Regions from separate parts of the Sus scrofa genome. Here region 2 is linked to region 1. The links are chromatin contacts, called in public HiChIP or PLAC-seq maps. All regions are on one chromosome and are shown on one strand. The core of a region is the stretch at or near the end of the contact, and the rest is flanking DNA. Distances in the headings are between cores, read along the strand shown. Region 1 holds the start of HES6 (transcription cofactor HES-6). Region 2 holds the start of PER2 (period circadian protein homolog 2).

Region 1 (5,517 bases), core at 858-3,357:
CTTAGCCTGGGAACCTCATATGCCACATGTGTGGCCCTAAAAGGCAAAAAAAAAAAAGAGAGAGAGAGAGAGAGGGAGGGAGGGAGAGAAAGGAAGAAAGAAAGAAAGAGAGAAAAGGAAAGAAAAGCAGAGACAGCCAGGTGAGAATTGGCAGAAAGGGCCCCCAGGTAGTTATGAGGTTAGTGAGGTGACTTCGAGAACCATCAGGCACCTGACCAAACTTGCCCTCCCTGTGGAGGTCCCTCTGGTGGGGAGTCTTAGGTGAAATAGTCACCTGAATAGCTGTCAGACCCATCTTCATGTATTTATTTATTTTATCTTTTTAGGGCCGCACCCATGGCATATGGAGATTCCCAGGCTAGAAGTCAAATTGGAGCTGTAACTCCCGGCCTGCCTGCGACCTACCCCACAGCTCAGGACAACACAGGATCCTTAACCCACAGAGCGAGGCCAGGAATCGAACCTGTGTCCTCACAGATATTAGTCAGATTCGTTTCCACCACACCACGACGGGAACTCCAGATCCATCTTCAGACCTCAAACCGACCTCTGTAACTACCTGGGAGCCCCTTCTGCCCGTTCTCACCTGGCTGTCTCTGCTCGACTTTTCCAGTCTGTGGCCTAGTCCTACCACCCAACCACACTTCAGTCTCTGGAGTTTTCTTTGCCCTGCTGCCTGCCGGCTTGGCTTGGGACATCTCACCTTCCCACCCACCCAGCGCTTCTGCTAGGCCAGGCTCCTGCTCAGGGAAAATAACGGGTCCCGGTGAGCACCTACCCCCACCAGGGACACTTATCCCCTGGAGGGGCGAAGAGCAGACCCTGACAATCCCAGGCCCGGGAGAGAAGCAGAGGACTGAGCAAGGGCAGGGCAGGTAGAGGGCTAGGGAAGCTGAGGCCTAGACAGGGAGGAAGGAGCCACCCAAGGGGGGCCCCAGCCTGTTCCAGGTGCAAGGATCCGTGTGTGCAAAGGCCTGGCGGCTAGAAGGCAAATTGGTATTCTGGCTCTGCTGGGGGGTGGTGAGACCCAGCAGCGGCCAGGCAGGGACCCACAGGGCGCGGCCCCACCCACCACGCACCCCACCCTCGGGGAAGCCGGGCCAGCAGATGGGCGGCCGGCCTGGGGGTGGCGGTCGTCTAGCGGCCACAGGCGCACCCACCGCCCGCGCCCGCTCGAGGGACAAAGCGGGCCGAGACAAAGGCGCGGCCAACACCTGTCGCTCTTGGCTGGGCCGCCGCTTTTCTCCGCTGAAGGGGCTGCAGCTGCCAACTGTCACAGGCATCAAGTTACGGCGACCAGACGGCAGCCTCGGCCAGCCCGGCGGGGCGGGACGGGGCGGGGGCAGAGGAGGGGGGAAGGGAGCCGAAGGGGGAAAAGAGGGGGACGAAGGGGACAAGAGTTGGGGATGGGGGCCAAGGCGAAGGAGCAGGAGTGGGGGACCAGGGAAAGACGTGCAGTGGGGTGAGGACCAGGGAAGGCTGGGAGGGGAGGGAGGGCGGGGGTCAGGGAAGGGGGTGCAGAGAGGGTAGGAACTAGGGAAGGGCGAGCTTGGGTTGGGGACCAGGGAAGGGTTGGCGGTGACAGGAACTAGAAAAGGTGGTCGGCAAGGGGCATCACCAGAGAAGGAGAGCCTAAAGATAGAGCAGTGCGGGCGGGGCCGGCGGAGGCCCCCCGAGCAGGCAGAAGATGGCAAAGCTTGAGTCCGCAAGAAACGCAAGGTGGCCTCGGGCCCGCTCCCACCCCTGCTGCCCTGGGGGCCCTCACCTCCCAGGAACTCCGCAGCCACCCCAGCCGGACCTGTAGACCTCTCTCCAGGTCGGTAGACGGCGGCCGGTGCGGTGGTGCCCTCATGGGATTCCTCTCCTGTTGCGCCTTCGGTCAACAAAGTCAAGCGTGAAGGAAAGAGTGAATGAATGATGGGTGGGTGAGCTCCGGCTCGCACACACAGCCCACCGGCGGACCTTGCTCAGGGTAGGAAGGCAACCTAGCGCACCTCGGGCTCCAGCGCCCCGGGTCGTCGCCCCCTCGGGTGCCCCTCAGCGCTGGGTTCGCCCAGAGGCGGGGCTGGGCTCCCCACCCCCACCGCGCCCGCAGGCCACGCCCTGCCAGCTGCCGCGCGACCCGGCGGCGGGGCCAGACAAAGCGCGCCTCTCTCATTGGCCCGGGCGGCCAATCGGTGCATTGAGATGCAAATAAGGCGCTATAAAATGGGCGGGCGCGACCGCCGGCGTAAGGACGCGGCGTCAGACGCGGGGAGGCCGGGAGGGCGGCTCCCGGCCGCTGAGCTGCGGGCAGCGCGGGGGGCTTCTAGCGCTCTCCGCGGTCTGGTCGGTGTGGGTGATGGCTCCGCTGCTGGCGCCCGGCCGGGACCGTGCGGGTCGGGAGGATGAGGACGGCTGCGAGGCGAGGGGGGACCGCAAGGTGCTGGCTGTAGCCGCGCGTGGGCGAGCGGGCGGGCGGGGAGCCGTGCAGCGCCGGGGCTCAGTTGCTCGCTTCCCGCAGGCCCGGAAGCCTCTGGTGGAGAAGAAGCGGCGCGCGCGGATCAACGAGAGCCTGCAGGAGCTGCGGCTGCTGCTGGCGGGCGCCGAGGTGAGACGGGCGGGCGCCCGAGGGCTGCGGGCGGGCGGGCGGGGGTCGCGGGCGGGCCGGGCCTCACCGCCCCTCCCCCACCGGGCGCTCCCGCCCGCGCAGGTGCAGGCCAAGCTGGAGAACGCAGAGGTGCTGGAGCTCACCGTGCGGCGCGTGCAGGGCGCGCTGCGGGGCCGGGCGCGCGGTGAGTGGCGGCAGGGCGCGTGGGCGGAGGCGGGGAGCGCGGTCGCCTGGCCTGCCCCTGCCCCGGACCCAGCCAGGGCTTCCCGGCCTGAGACGGGGTGCGCGCTCCCCACCTCTCCTGGGTGAGTCACCGTCCGGGTGGGCCGGGCCACGGCAGTGGCAGCTCACGGGGCCCGGCGCGGCTCTCTCCCCTTCCATCCTCGAACGTAGAGCGTGAGCAGTTGCAGGCGGAAGCAAGCGAGCGCTTCGCCGCCGGCTACATCCAGTGCATGCACGAGGTGCACACGTTCGTGTCCACGTGCCAGGCAATCGACGCCACCGTCGCCGCCGAGCTCCTGAACCACCTGCTGGAGTCCATGCCGCTGCGCGAGAGCAGCAGCTTCAGGGACCTGCTGGGGGACGCCCTGTCCGGGCCACCGGGAGTCCACGGGCGGAGCAACTGGCCAGTGGGAGGTCCCCTGGGGTCCCCACTGCCCAGCCCGCGGGGCTCCGGGGACGACCAGTCCTCTGACCTGGAGGAGGCCCCAGAGGCTGAACTGAGCCGGGCAACTGTTGAGGGGCCAGAGTTGGTGCCCGTAGCCCTGGGCAGTCTGACTGCTGCGCACATGGCCCATAGTGTCTGGAGACCTTGGTGACCAATGGCCAGTTTGGGGTCTGCAGGGTGGACCCTGCCTTCTCATGCTCTAGTCTCTCCTCCCTGGGGTCCAAGTGTGTCGGGGCAGGGTCCTGGGTCTCTTGGTTCTGCCACCCTCCTCCAGAGGATGGCTTGCCGTGAACAGCAGGGATAACCAGCCCAGCTAGGCCGCTAGCCCTGCTTCCTGAAGGAGTAATATTTATGGACCAGCCCCTGGTGGGTGCAGGGAGGGACCTACAGGCAGGAGGAAGGATCTTGCAGGGTCGCCAGGGCTCTCCGGGATTTCACCTGTCCCAGACTTCTCAGGCACTGTGTGGGTCTGGGGGCAAAGGTGACAGCAATGCTGAGCTGGGCACGGGTGTCCTGGCAGAAGGAGACCTCGGGCCCTGGCAGCCCTGGTCTGAGCAGAAGCTCAAACTTGCCATTCAGCCAGGACACAGGGAGGCATTCTGCAGCTTTGCCCAGAGCTGCCAGAGAGAAGCAAGGCTCCCTGTATGTCTTGCATTTAGCACACTTGAGTTCGTGTAGTAGGTTGCCAGCGTTTGTTCCAATTCTGTTAAATAAAGGATTTTGGAAAGTCAGTGTCATTAATGTGCCAAATGCAGAAATACGAAACCAAGCACATTTTTTCCTGTGTCTAATGCTGTGTTTTTAGGACACCTCGCCCTTGGTCAGCAACATAAGTAGGATGATGGCAGTGCAGATGGGACAGCTGTGGCAGGTCTCACAGTGGACAGTGCTTCTACCTCCCTGTGGCCACGTGGTTCCAGATGGGTTTCCCCTCAGGTCCTCAGGCATGGCCCACCCTCCCGGGAATTGGGTGCACCCTGGTGGTGGATACCATTGCACGAGTCGGTCGCCAGAGCAACAAGCTCTAAGGAAACGGCCTGTCCCTGGACCATTCTGCTCGTGAGCTTCTGGGAATGAAACGAATGCCTGGTTGCCGGCCTTGTGGTTGGGACGTTCCTTTCAAAAGTCTGGGTCCATGAGTGCGATGCAGATGGTGATCTACTGAGGTTGTCCCTTTTCTTGATTGAAGAGGCCGCTTCCCCAGTGCCAGTGACCTTGGGGTCGGGGAGACCCACCCAGTTTCCCGCCTAGGCAGCTTGAACTTGAGGTCCAGTTGGGCCCAGGAGGTCAGAAACCTTGAAAGGAAGGGGATGCCCCCTTGGGCTGGGTCAGGGCCCGCAGAGAGCCTGTGGTCCGTTGATAGGAGCCACTGCCACAGAGGGCCCAGCCCTGCACCTCCCGCCCCAGGACCCCAAAGCAGCTTGTTGTTGTCCTCACTTAGAGTTGGCAATGCCCAGGTGGGGTCAACGTGTGACAGTTGAGGATTGACACCTGGTCGCCTCTTCTGTGTGTGCCCTTTGCTTTAAGAACATCTGTCCCGGAGTTCCCATCGTGGCACAGCGGAAACAAATCCAGCTAGGAACCATGAGGTTGCGGATTTGATTCCTGACCTTACTCGGTGGGTCACGAATCTGGCGTTGCTGTGAGCTGTGGTGTAGGCTGGCAGCTGCAGCTCCGATGAGACCCCCTAGCCTGGGAACCTCCATGTGCCGCGGGTGTGGCCCTAAAAAAAAAAAAACCAACTCTCCCCAGAGCCCTTTGAACAAGAGCCCCTCAGCAGGTCCTGGCCACCAGGGGTGTTTCACCATGGCTCCCCTGTGATCCAGTCTTAGGCCTCAGCCACCAGGCTCTAACCAGATGCACCTTAATTTTAGTGACTGAGATGAGTTATGGAGGGGGTGAGGTGGCGAAGGCAGGTCCATAAAAGAGCTCAAGAGAGATGGAGACATTCCTGGGATTATTTTAATCGGCCAGATAAATTGATAGAGGTCATGTCCACCAGGTCCACCTGTGAGACCTCTGTCCCCTGTGACTCCCAGCAGCAACCAGAGGCCACTGTCATGAGCTCTGATGCCATTTGGGGAGCATCAGCCAGGGACTGTTTAGAAGGAACCACTCTTTACACTGGTGCCCAGACTTGGCACATCCTCCCAGAGGCCGTAGGAAGGGAGCCCAGGCCATGGGGTTCACAGTACAGGAGGCTGGGAGTTCCTGCTGTGGTGCGAGGGGAATGACGGAGTCTTGGGAGCGCTGGGATGCG
Region 2 (6,088 bases), core at 3,457-5,956, 50 kb before region 1:
CTGGAGATGACAGGGACATCGGAGTTTGGACTCCAGTGGCCCGGTTCCCAGGCTCCGCAGGGGCGGGGCTGAGAGCCCGGCTGCGGGATCATTCTGCAGACCAGGCTGTCTGTCCTGGAGGACCTAAGACGCAGCCTTCGTGCGTCCCCACATCTAGGGCGACTTTTGCAAAGGGGGTCTGGACACACGCCCCATGGGCTTTTGTGGATAAAATAAGAGAACGTATGGAGTTCCTGTCGTGGCACAGTGGAAACGAATCCTACTAGGAACGATGAGGTTGCGGGTTCGATCCCTGGCCTCACTCCGTGGGTTAAGGATCCAGCGTTGCCATGAGCTGTGGTGTAGATCGCAGACGCAGCTCGGATCCTGTGTTGCTGTGGCTGTGGTGTAGGCCAGAGGCTACAGCTCCGATTTGCCCCCTAGCCTGCGAACCTCCATAAGCCGTGGATGTGGCCCTAAAAAGACAAAAAAAAAAAAAGGAAAGAAAAAGAAAAAGAAATAAGAAAAAGTCGGTAGCGTGCTTAGCCCGATCCCCCCACGCGGCCAGCAGTGCTCATTCCTGGCTCGTCCACGGGCTGAGGGCACCCTGAGGTCCAGGCCAGTCTGAGAATGTGGAGCCCACCTCAGCCTCCTGAAGGATCGCAGACCCTGACAGGGAGGGTCAAAGCACGCAGGGGCCCAGGGCTGGACGCTGCCCCAGGACATCCACGTTTGGGGGGGCACCAGCTGGGCCACCCCCAGCACCCCCCCAGCCATGCTGGCAGAACCACGCTTAGATGACAGCCTGGGGACACACCCCAGGTGGAGGGTGACAGGGCAAGAAGCTGCTGCAGGGGCCTGCCTGCCTTCCAGGTCCATGGCCCCGAAGACCAGCTGGATGGCCAACCAGTGCCAGACTTTTCCCCTCTGAAGAAAGAGGCAGCTTGGACATGGGGTCACCTCAGACATGGGGAGCCTTGTTGGCAAGCTGTCTTTCTTTGGGCCTTTCCAAAAAAGCACAGGGTAGTAACGGCCCAGAAACTCTGGCAAGGGCGCTCAAGCCTCCACAGACCAGAAAACCTGACCCTTAGCTCAGCCCTCCAAGTCCCGAGCGACCTCCCCTGCCCACCGCCGCTGCCCTCACCTCGCTAAGTGCACAGCTCTCCTCACCCAAGGCTCTGGGGTATCGTTTAGTGGCCTTGTGACCAGGAAGTTTGAAGTTTTAGTCCTTTCTCAAATGACACGATAGCAAACAGTTTTTTGGCTCCCGTTAAAACCGTGCCTTTTAACTGCAAAACCGACGGTAAGAGAATCGAGTTGGGTACACATTTGATCCCTGGATTCCTATAGCAATGGAGAAGGAGCACGTAAAAAAGGCACTAGTTTTTGTGCTCATTGTATTTTTTAAGACAGAATGATGAGGGAAGCAAGTCTGTATGCAGCGTTGTACCGCCTAGAGACAAACCTATGGTGATTTAGATTATTTGCGGATCTGCAAAACAGATTGGGTTTATTTGGGGGAGAATATTTTAAAATAATAATTGCCATGACTAAAAGTCATTGCACCTACGTATGATTTTTAAAGACTCTCAGCAAACTATAACAATAGGTAGGCCTTCCCTGGTGGCTCAGGAAGTTAAGGATCTGGTGGTGTCATTGCTGTGGCCCGAGTTCAATCCCGGGCCCCAGAACTTCCACATGCCATGGGCATGGCCCAAAAAAACTATAATAATCTATGAGATAACACTTATGTTAATAATAATATGATAAAAGACACGCTCTCTTTATGACAAGGACACCTATGAAACACTAAACACCTGAGGTCCACATCATATTTTATGGTGAAATACGGAGCACTTTTTCTCCAGCTGGGACCTGGGCAAGAATGTCCACTGTCACCATTGCCATTCGACGTGGTCCTGGAGGTGCTGGCCTGTGCCTTCAGGACTGCGATGCCAAGGGTGTCTCTCGTGAAGGGGCAGTGGGGACGCGGAGGCCAACACTCCCGGCCAAGGAGCGCTGTGCAGACGTGCTCAGTGCCTTTTCAGAGTCTCTTCTCTGTGATGAGGGAAAGAAACATGGCGGCTGCCCACTCATTGCTGAGGGACCCTCCTACGACATCCTGGGGGAAAACGAACGGGCACTCACGTGACACACACACGTCTCCCCCAAACAGAGGACAGCCTTCCTGGATCTATATTTAGTTTTCATGTGTCCATTTGTTTGTGTGGTGGCACTTGCAGCACATGGATTCCCAGGCCAGGGGTGGAACCCGTGCCATAGCAGTGCCCAGAGCCGCTGAAGTGACAATGCCAGATCCTTAACCTACTGTGCCACAGGGGGACTCCAAGTTTAAAACACAAAACCCCTTCTCAGCAAGCAGCTAGCACACCAGAGACACCTCTTTACACTGGTCCCCAGACCACTCGCAGCCAGAGCGCCGGCCCTCTGGTCACCGCCTGGTTCAGGGAACTTCCCACCCACGAGGAGCAGGTGGGCCTTGTCTCATCCGTGTCTTCAGACCCTGGACACCCCTGCCCATGCCCTTGGGCCCTCCCCTGAGCTGGCTGAAGGTGTCCTTGACAGGAGCAGCCTTGCTGCCCAGTGCTGGGCATGGGGGAGGCTGGAGAGAGAGGCTCAGGGTCAGGGTCAGGGTCAGGGTCAGGCAGTCTCATCTCCAATGGCCCTAGACCCAGGAAAGGCCTCTGCAGGGCCAGAAAGATCAACAGCATCCCCTCCACCTCCTTAGAGAGGACAGGATGGCCCCTCCGCGTGGACACAGTCCTCTTCCTGGCCTCTGGCCTTTGTCTTCCCAGCTCTTGCCCCAGCTGCAGGCTCAGAAACCGTGTAACCCAGGAGGAGAGCAAGCAGTGGCCAGCACAATGCTTGTCACACTCAGTAGTTGCCTCACACACAGCTGGCTGCCCGAGTGCACATGCAAACAAGAGAGCCAGCGCGTGTCCTGGGGGCTCAGGTGCAGAGGCGCCCTGCAGGCAGGGCCCAAGCATGAGTGGACAGGGCCGAACCTAAGCCAGACCCACTGGAGGAAACAGGCTGCTAGAAATGGACCAGGGGCAGGGGCAAGCGGCCTTAGCTCGGAGGCGGGGTGAAGGCTGAGACCCGAGGCCAGCTCTTCCCACGGACAGCATCCCCCAATAGCTGGGGCCCCTGGCTCACCACCGCCCCACCAGGACATCCTTCCTGCCAGCCTGCCTTCCCCGGTGCCAGAAGTTCTGTGCGAGAGAAGACTGCTAATCCTAGCACATTCCCAGGTCAGCGTAGACTCACCAGGAAAGAATTCATTCCCCCGACCTCCCACAACCTGAAAGCACAAATGCACGCGAGCGCACACCCACGCTCAGCTACCATCAGTGTGGATGTCATCACAGCCTTGGCCTGTCCTAGGGGTTTGCGCCCTGTTGGAGCTGGGCTGGAGGCCTCTGCCCAGGTCTTTTCTGCTCACCTGGGACTCACAACCCATTTTGATGAAACTGCTTCCGGACCTGCCTCATCACCCCTCCTACACCGGGAACTCCTTCCAAGCCAAGGACCCAATGAGGGGCGTGCCCCTCAATACTCAGGTGTCAGCAACCATTTGTGGACTGAATGCAAGATTCCAATAACAAGAATGAAGAAAGCAGCTGTGAGACCCTGAGCACAGATTCGATTCTGAGGAGTTCTAGAGGCCCATGAGGCTGATAATTTCTAACAGAATGGATTTCACCTTTTACTGGATGAATGGGTGCAAACAGAAAAGGCTAAAATTAGGGAGGAAATGCGATGCTAGGCTGAAGGCAGAATATAGAGCAAGACCACAGAGCAGGTGAGCAGGAGAATCTCTGCGGGAAGTGAAAGGGCTGCCTGTTTTCTCTTGCTTCCAGAACAATGCACCTCACCATTGACGTCAATGTATGCGAAGAAACAAAAGGCCTTTGGGAGTGTGCAGGGTGCAGCTGGGCCTGGATTTGTTTGGCATTTGTGTGCACGCACTGAGGGAAGGGCGCGGGGGGTGTGCCAAGGTGTGACTGTCGGAGAAGCAGAAGGAGGGGCCACCCTCTCCAAGGAGTGCGAGCCCAGCGGCGGGTCTGCCAGCCCATATGTAGGAAGGAGGTTCCTGAAGTTGGTATCGCCCCATGTCACATCCATGTCTGATGAAGCTGCACGCGCACCTGGCCGAGGTGAGGGGAAAAACGGACTCGCACATAGAAATACCTGATGTGGATTTGGCTTTGGGAACTGGCAGCTTGGTTTGCTACAGGCCCCGGATCATAACTCTTCTTCCCTCCTGTCCCTGGTCCCCAAGAGAGCCTAGGAAGAATGGATCAGTGGAAGGACAAACCACAGGCCTCTTCAGCCCTTCAGAGCCCAGCCAGCTTCGCCTCTTCCATTGGACCCTGCAGCTTCAGAGCCTGCTGGAGCGGAGCAGCCCTGCGGGTTCCTGCCCCACAGGAAAGCCTTGGGCCTCTACCTAGTCTGCGAGGAAGTTCTACTCTCTCCTGACGCTCTAGACAGAAGGCCGGGGGCTTACATGCCCCAAACAATGCTTACTGAAAGAACAAATGGCCACAGCCTAGGTCCCCAACACCTTTCCCAGTCTTCAGGTGCTGCCTCCTCCATGGAGCCGCCGGGCATAGCTCTAGCCCTGGTTAACTTACCGTCCATATTGCCCAGTTGTGCATTTCATTAAGTTCCCTTTTCATGAGACGGTCCCTTCTCCCTAATGACGTGGCTGAGAGCAGGGACATCATTTATTCCTTTTGTACATCCTTGTAGTAACAAGGACCCTCGTTGCTAAACCAAAACTTGCGACACAAGGTCTGAAAAATAAGAAAGCCCACCTGGAAGCTAGTGTCCTGGTAGATCTGGGGCAATTGTCACCCTGAATGGTCTAGGTGGGCGTGAACCAGAAGCTCCTGCAGGGCGGTTCTGTCGGGTCCCCTGGGCAGCTTCAGCGCCCAGCGATGAATGAATGAGAGTGAGTAAATGAATGAATATGAATGAGCGGATGAAAGATGCCTGCAGGGAGTTTCCCAAGGCCTTGGCCGCGGGCGGGTGCGCCTCTGGCCAGTTGTTCCGGGTGGCAGCCTCTCGAGCCCTGGACTTCAGGCGGAGTTCGGCTGCCCAGCCCGCCGGGATGCACAGGAGCCCTTCCCGGTCCCGCGCCCAGCTCCCCCGCCCCGCGGTGGTACGCGCCACTCCGCTCTCCCTAAGCCGACAGATGAGAGCTGTCTTGAATGGAAGTCTCCGAGGCCGGAAGTGGAAGGGACCACTCAGGAGGACAGGGAGGGAGGCTCGAGCTCCCCGCGTCTTCATTGAGGAACCGACGCGGTGAACATGGAGTTCCATGTGCGTCTTATGTAAAGAGAGCGATGGGCGCCTCAGCCAATGGGTGCGCGGCGCTTGCAGGCCCGGCCCTCCCGGTATGCAGATGAGGCGGCACTGCGGCCAATGGCGGGCGCCGGGGGCGGGCACGGCGAGCGGTCACGTTTTCCACTATGTGACAGCGGCGAGTCGGCGGCGGTGGCGGAGGTGGGCGGCCCTGAGGGCTACGCGCTGCTTTTGGCGGCGACAGCGACGCGGGCGCGGGGTCGGCGGGCGACGCGCGGACGATCGGGCGGACCGGCGGGGACACGGCCCCGGTGAGTGCGCTGCGCCGCGGGCTGGGCCTGTCGGCCTGGGCGCGGACCCACGTCCGGCCTCCGGGCTTACTGGTTACGTAACCGCCGCCGGGCTGGCGGCGGTCTGGGGTCTCGGCGGCGACGGGCTCCAGACGGCGGCAAAGGCTCCTCTAGCTCGCGGAGGCGCGGTCGAGGGTTTCCTGGGCCATTTGACTCCTCCTGGTCTTGAAACCGGCCTGGGGTGGGTACTGTTCTTCCCATTTCACAGATTAGGAAACTGAGGTCCAGAGAGGTTAGGCTACATGTCTAAGGTCACAGAGCTTCTGAGTGACTCTCACATCCCACTGTCCTTCTCTACATGATTTCTCTATGCACCCTCCTCTTCTCCCCTGCTTTATCCCACCCCACCCCCACCCCCCATGAGAGAAGGCTGGAAAGGCCGAGGCAACAGAGGGTCAGTATGACAGTCCCTGGGAACATGAAGGGCCCCT

Evidence for each region. HiChIP or PLAC-seq counts read pairs in DNA pulled down with a chosen protein or histone mark.
Region 2: an H3K27ac HiChIP or PLAC-seq map of skeletal muscle shows a contact between it and region 1. The contact joins the promoter of PER2 here to the promoter of HES6 in region 1. A contact is called at or near these places in 1 of 5 promoter capture datasets (fetal liver), 4 of 47 Hi-C or Micro-C datasets (blood, embryonic fibroblasts, retroperitoneal adipose tissue and 1 more) and 2 of 2 datasets of contacts at active chromatin or transcription factors (alveolar macrophages and skeletal muscle).

The regions. Positions count from the first base shown.
Region 1 is chr15:137,784,279-137,789,795 of Sscrofa11.1, reverse strand. HES6 (transcription cofactor HES-6) reads left to right here and starts at 2,107. Exons shown (of 4, transcript XM_003359692.4): 1 at 2,107-2,422; 2 at 2,504-2,590; 3 at 2,693-2,774; 4 at 2,984-3,988. The coding sequence starts at 2,342. The coding sequence ends at 3,408.
Region 2 is chr15:137,836,472-137,842,559 of Sscrofa11.1, reverse strand. PER2 (period circadian protein homolog 2) reads left to right here and starts at 4,706. Exons shown (of 22, transcript XM_021074888.1): 1 at 4,706-5,618. The coding sequence starts at 5,365.